Regions from separate parts of the Mus musculus genome. Here region 1 is linked to region 2. A link is a contact called in public promoter capture Hi-C data. All regions are on one chromosome and are shown on one strand. The core of a region is the stretch at or near the end of the contact, and the rest is flanking DNA. Distances in the headings are between cores, read along the strand shown. Region 1 overlaps Tbc1d30 (TBC1 domain family, member 30). Region 2 overlaps Wif1 (Wnt inhibitory factor 1).

Region 1 (2,789 bases), core at 222-2,721, 210 kb before region 2:
AATTACATATGGGGTGAACTCAGGTCTGGCAGCCCTTTTAGAAACCTCGCAGCATAGCTGACTTTGGGTTACTTAGATAATTATGCCGCCTTCTCATTGCAGGAGGGTGAGGGGTGGGGGTGGTGTAGGTGAGTCCCGAATTGGTTTCTGACGCATCAGGAGGAACTTTGGTCAGCTGCTTCTGTGTCTTTTTGCTGTGATTTTTTATTTTGGGCATATTAAAATCCTGGAGGGTATGAAGCAGGCTTGCGATTTCTTTTTTTAATTTTAATTTTTAAAATTTTTTTTATTTTTAGATTATGATTTATCTGATTGATAAGGTACTCCCCGAAAGCTACTTTGTCAATAATCTCCGGGCACTGTCTGTGGATATGGCTGTCTTCAGAGATCTCTTGAGACTGAAGCTCCCCGAGCTGTCTCAGCACCTCGACACACTTCAGAGAACGGCGAACAAAGAGAGCGGAGGTAAGAAAGACGCGTGGCTATTGCGTTCCCAGAAGTGTTTGGCTGGTCTGGTTCTGCTCTGCCTATGAGTTTACTTTCTGGATGGAAACAGGTTGCCAGGTATTTCTGTTTAAAGGGTGTGGTGTCATCACACTTCCCTTTCCAGAGAACATACACAATATTGAGAATATATAGGGTCACGAGCTGAAGCTATCGGTAGATAAGGGTGGGTACCTGGTTAAGTGTCTAACTCTACGTTGGCTCCAGATCCGCAACCATCAGGATATGTTCAGCTCCTCACAAAGAGTGGTGGACATGGTCTAATCGGTTAAACTAAACTGGCACTGGACCAGAAGGACTTTCTAAAAACTGAGGTAGGGGCGCTTTGGCACAGACTGTGACCTTGGTAGAAGCAATAGGTTATTGAAAAGAGACTCTGGGTCACGGGTCACTGGTAGGTAGTGGACATCCTGAGTCTACTGTGTCTGCATGGTGCATTTCTGCCAACTGTGTTTTCTCTGAGCACCAGAGACCCGTCAGACACTTGCTGAGCTTCTGTTTGTGGTGGCCGGTTGCTGTGGTACACCACACACAGTCTAGCTGGGAACGCAGGGCTGAGTTGCAGTCAGTGATGGTGCTTATCCAGCATGTGCCGGGGCCCTGGGTTCGAGCCCTTGGACCAGCAAAAGGAAAAAGCGAGGTGAAATGAAGTAAAACAATGAGGCACACATTAAAGGATGCTGTTTCTGAGATGAGGTCCTACTATGTATCCCATGCTGGCCTCAGACTTAGTGGTAACCTCCCTGCCTCAGCCTCTTCATGCCGAAACTACAAGTTTGTACTAACATGCGGGGCTATGTTAAAGGGTGCTGAAGATCTAGTTGTTATTAAAAAAAAAACAACACTGGAGGTTTTAGAGGCAGCTGAGTATCTCTAATGGTCTTGTGTGATCCGGCTGCAGTAGAACTCTCTTTATGGTAGTGGCAGACATGGGTTATTGACATGTAGGTTTCCGTCAAGTCCCTTTGCTCCCGACCATGAGGATAACCTTGGCCTCAAGTCTCTGAGCAAATATTTGTTCACAGGAGAGAAGAAAACAAGTCCTGGGAACTATTTTTTTTTCTTACCATGAGATAGTTGTACTATTGACAGTCACTGGGGAGATGAGGGTAAAAATCTTAACAGACATTTATAGTCACGTGGGGTGGGAAGGAGGGCTGAGCTCTTAGTGAGTCCAGAAATTCCAAAATGGGGCGGATCTCCCTTTAAAATCATGTATCACTTTGTTCAAAACATTTTCCAGTTTAAAGTTGTTTAACATGTAGGTATTTTGGAATATTTTCCTGCTAAGTTTCTGTTTCATTCCATTGTGATCTTGGAATTATACAACTTAAGAGATAAATAATATAGGATAAGCAATTTTAGCTCTAATAACCACATTTGAATTGAAGTGGGAACTGCAAGATTTTTGAAAGTCTGCTGGCATTTTTTGTTTTATTTGGGTTTTTGTTTGTTTGTTTGTTTGTTTGTTTGTTTTTGTTTTCTTCTGGGCCTTGAACCCAAGGTCTCGTAGGTACCAGTTGAGCCCCAGCCCCAGAGTTTGTATTTGAGCAGATACAATGGCTTCTTCTCACACTTTTTTTTTTCTTTGTTTTTCTTTTTGGTGAGGAAAAATTTCTCCTTCCTTTAAAGCAGACTACAATAAGTGCAGCCAGATCTAGGTCAGGTTAAAGACTTGTGAAGAGTGGCAAAGAATTTATGACTCTCGTGTCCTGGAGCCTTCTATTAAAAATGTTTCCTCTAGAAAGATGGGAGGGAAAAAGGAAGAAAAATCGCTAGGGAATACAAAGTAGGTAGCCAGGAAGCAGCAGGTGAGGCCATGGGAGAAAGAAAGGGCGCCGTGCACCTTACACATCCCCACTCTCAGGGGCTTCTGCGCCCTCTCTGTGTTTCAGGCGGATACGAGCCCCCGCTCACCAACGTCTTCACAATGCAGTGGTTCCTCACGCTCTTTGCCACGTGCCTCCCGAACCACACGGTTCTGAAGATCTGGGACTCCGTGTTCTTCGAAGGTTCAGAGATCATCCTGAGGGTGTCGCTGGCCATCTGGGCAAAGCTGGGAGAGTGAGTGATTGTCTTTTCTGCCCTCTGCTGTTAGCTGCCTTTGGGCTCCTCAGAGCAAAGTGTGGGAAAGCAAGCTGTGGCCCCCACAAACCTCAGCGGGCTCCTAGCCGGCTTGGCACCCGTGGTCTCTGTCTGTTCCCAGCCCAGTACATAGCCGGAGACTGAGGGTCTGTCATAGCCATCGCCTTTCCCACAAAAGCTCTGCCTCTCCAGGGCTCCAA
Region 2 (2,815 bases), core at 315-2,814:
CAGGGTGTGGAGTTACTGTTGTTTTCATTGCTATGTACTGTTTTCCCCCACTGGGTCTATCCTTTCCTCTTAGTTGGGTCAGTAGGCTCAAGGTGATTGGCAGGAGAAACCCTCTGTGCTGTGAGTAGGCAGACACATCTCCCAGAGCGTTTGTCTTGAGCCTCTGGGAAAAGTTCTTGGCCTAGCCTTCAGACAAAGGGGGCAGCAGTTGAATCTAGTAAAAAGAATCCACTGGCAATGGACTGACTGAAGGAGCTGAACGGTTTGCAATCCCATAGGAGGAACAACAATATCAATCAACCAGACCCCAGAGCTCCCAGGGACTAAAAACAAAACAACAACAACAACAACAACAACAACAACAAAACCCCACCAAAGAATACACATAGAGGCTGGATGACTATGACTCCAGCTGCATATGTAGCAGAGGATGGCCTTGTCGGGCATCAATGGGAGGAACGGCCCTTGGTTCTGTGAAGGCTCAATGCCTCAGTGTAGGGGAATTCGAGGGCGGGGAGGTGGGAGTGGGTGGGTGAATAGGTGGGTGGGTGAGTTAATGGGTGGGTGGGGGCACACCCTCATAGAAACAGTAGGAGGGGGAATTGGATAGGTGTTTCTGGGGGGATCAGCAAAGGGGGTAACATTTGAAATGTAAATAAATAAAATATCCAATTAAAAAGTGACCAAACATTAAAAAAAAAAAAACTCATAGGAGGTCCTGGGTCTACATTGGCTTCAGATTTATCAGTGGCAAAAGGAAGCAGGAGAAAGGTTTCACCGCCCCCAAGCCCCGCCCAAAGCCCCACCCCCAAGCCAAAAAAGAACGTGGAAGTGTGTACTTACTGAGTTCACACTGCTCTCCCTCGAGTCCAGGAGGGCAAATACATTTTCCCGGGTAAAAGCAGGTCCCTCCATTAAAGCAGGTGGTTGAGCAGTTTGCTGTTAGAATGAACGACAGGGCGCTTCGTGAGACAGGAAGTTAAACCTGGCAAAAATTTCACTTAAACTGGGTGATACTTCTTCAATGTGTGTCTAATCCCATCTCATTTACATAATAAGCAACTCGCTTTACAGTTTTGAAACAATCGATTCAAATTATAATCACATTCAAATTACAAAGACTCTACGTCAGAATCTAAGAGCGAATAGGCTTGTCAACACATTGCATTCACTCCTATGAAAAAGGTATAGTAAATACAATCTATGCTCTAAAAACAAAATCTACAAATCCAAGAAAGTTTTTTTCGAAAGCATCAGGTTGCAAGATAAAGGGAGGAAACTTCTCTGGGTTAGCTAAAGAAGAGACAAAAGTGTCAGGTTCCAACCAGGAGGAAGTGGCTCTCCCAGAGATGAATGGAGGTTCGTTTTAATGAATAGGATTTTAAAAGAGACTGCGATGGTACTTGGAGAAAGACTCTAATTGCATCCAGAGAGACAGACTGAGGAGGGTCGGGAAGATGAGGAGGAGCCTTGACTGAGCCTGGGAGATTGACATTCCAAGCAGTGAAAAGCCTATGTTTACCCTGAGCAGTGAGCACACTGTCTCTCAGCACAAGCCCCTCCCTCTTGGCTTCAGTCTCTTGGCTTCAGTTTCTTGAACTTCACTGATCTTTAGCACTTAAGGTAGAGGGTAGAGAAACGGGAAGAGAAAAGAGGAAATCGTGAAAAGGAGGCAGCTTCCATCTGTCAGTAAAGAAGGTTAAAAGGGAGCTTGGGCTGGGTGTAGAAGCGTTTGCCTGGAGTCCCGGAGGTAGACACGCAGTGGGAGGTGGATCTCACTTCTGGATACCTAGTAACTTTGAAGCCTGGTGTATGTGGCTATGTGGGCCCTGCCTCAAAGGGGGTGGGGGTGGGGGGGGGAGACCAGAACTAAAAGTTAAAGCTTAGCTTTTTCAGTCTCAGTTACGTGTCCTGGTTTTGTCTTTGTGTCCTGTAAAATATATGGATAAAGGCTTTCAGTGATAAAGTCAGAGATTTTAAAATGTGTGTGTGCTTTGTGGAAAAGAAGTTCCATTAAAATATCATCCCAGAACATCAGGCTTCTTAACCAACAAACAGCATTCAAATTGCAAGAGGGTGCGTTTAGCATCATGATGTAGAAATGAGCAGAGGCTGATCGCTCTGGGACAGGATTGAGAGTTTAGGAACTGCAGCACTCTGGTCTGGCTCTTTGCCACTTGGACACAGTGTTCTTAGGACTGTGCAGTTGTTCTTATTAGTGAGTCCTGTCTCCCCGCTCGTCTGTATGTCTCCCCAGTGTAGGAGTGAGTGAGAGAACATTAGGATCAATATTCTCTTGTTCCACACCCCACTGGTCCTGACGCCCACTGCTATGTAAGGACAGTGGGCCTGACAGCACACTTTAAACAGAATGTGCTAAATCTGGCTATATAATAATTTGACTGCTCAACGCCCTTCTCCTTGAGTTAACACATAGCTATGTAGCCCTTGCTGGTCTTTCTTTAAGTCACGACTCTTCTGCCTTAGCCACCAGCATGAGGAGCCGTAGGCATCAATACCACACCTGTCCTGGCGGTTTTGTGACAATTGACACAAGTTAGAGTCTCCTGAAAGGACAGAACCTCAGTAGAGAAACTGTCTCAGAAAGATACAGCTGTAAGGCATTTCACAATTAGTGACTGATGAGTGATTGATGAGTGATTGACCCTTAGGAGCGGTGTCATCCCTGGAGTCTATAAGAAAACAAGCTGAACAAGCCATGATGAGCAAGCCAGTAAGTAGCATCCCTCCCTCCATGGCCTCTGCATCAGCTTCTGCCTCCAGCTTTCGTCCCTATCCTGACTTCCTCCAATGA

Evidence for each region. Capture Hi-C pulls out chosen DNA fragments and counts their contacts.
Region 1: a promoter capture Hi-C map of liver shows a contact between it and region 2. The contact joins two enhancer-like sites. A contact is called at or near these places in 3 of 9 other capture datasets (embryonic stem cells, liver and pancreatic islet).

Annotation. Positions count from the first base shown.
Region 1 is chr10:121,294,368-121,297,156 of GRCm38.p6, reverse strand. Tbc1d30 (TBC1 domain family, member 30) reads left to right here. Exons shown (of 13, transcript NM_001361015.1): 7 at 297-465; 8 at 2,400-2,568. Among named protein-coding and RNA genes, the nearest start is that of Gm35404, 53 kb to the right of the region's middle. Within about 2 kb of position 1,471, at least 26 of the 459 cell types and tissues checked have an H3K27ac peak or open chromatin away from gene starts, as enhancers often do. A contact at or near this core is called in liver, where this site is marked.
Region 2 is chr10:121,088,235-121,091,049 of GRCm38.p6, reverse strand. Wif1 (Wnt inhibitory factor 1) reads right to left here. Exons shown (of 10, transcript NM_011915.2): 7 at 844-939. Among named protein-coding and RNA genes, the nearest start is that of Wif1, 56 kb to the right of the region's middle. Within about 2 kb of position 1,564, at least 37 of the 459 cell types and tissues checked have an H3K27ac peak or open chromatin away from gene starts, as enhancers often do. A contact at or near this core is called in liver, where this site is marked.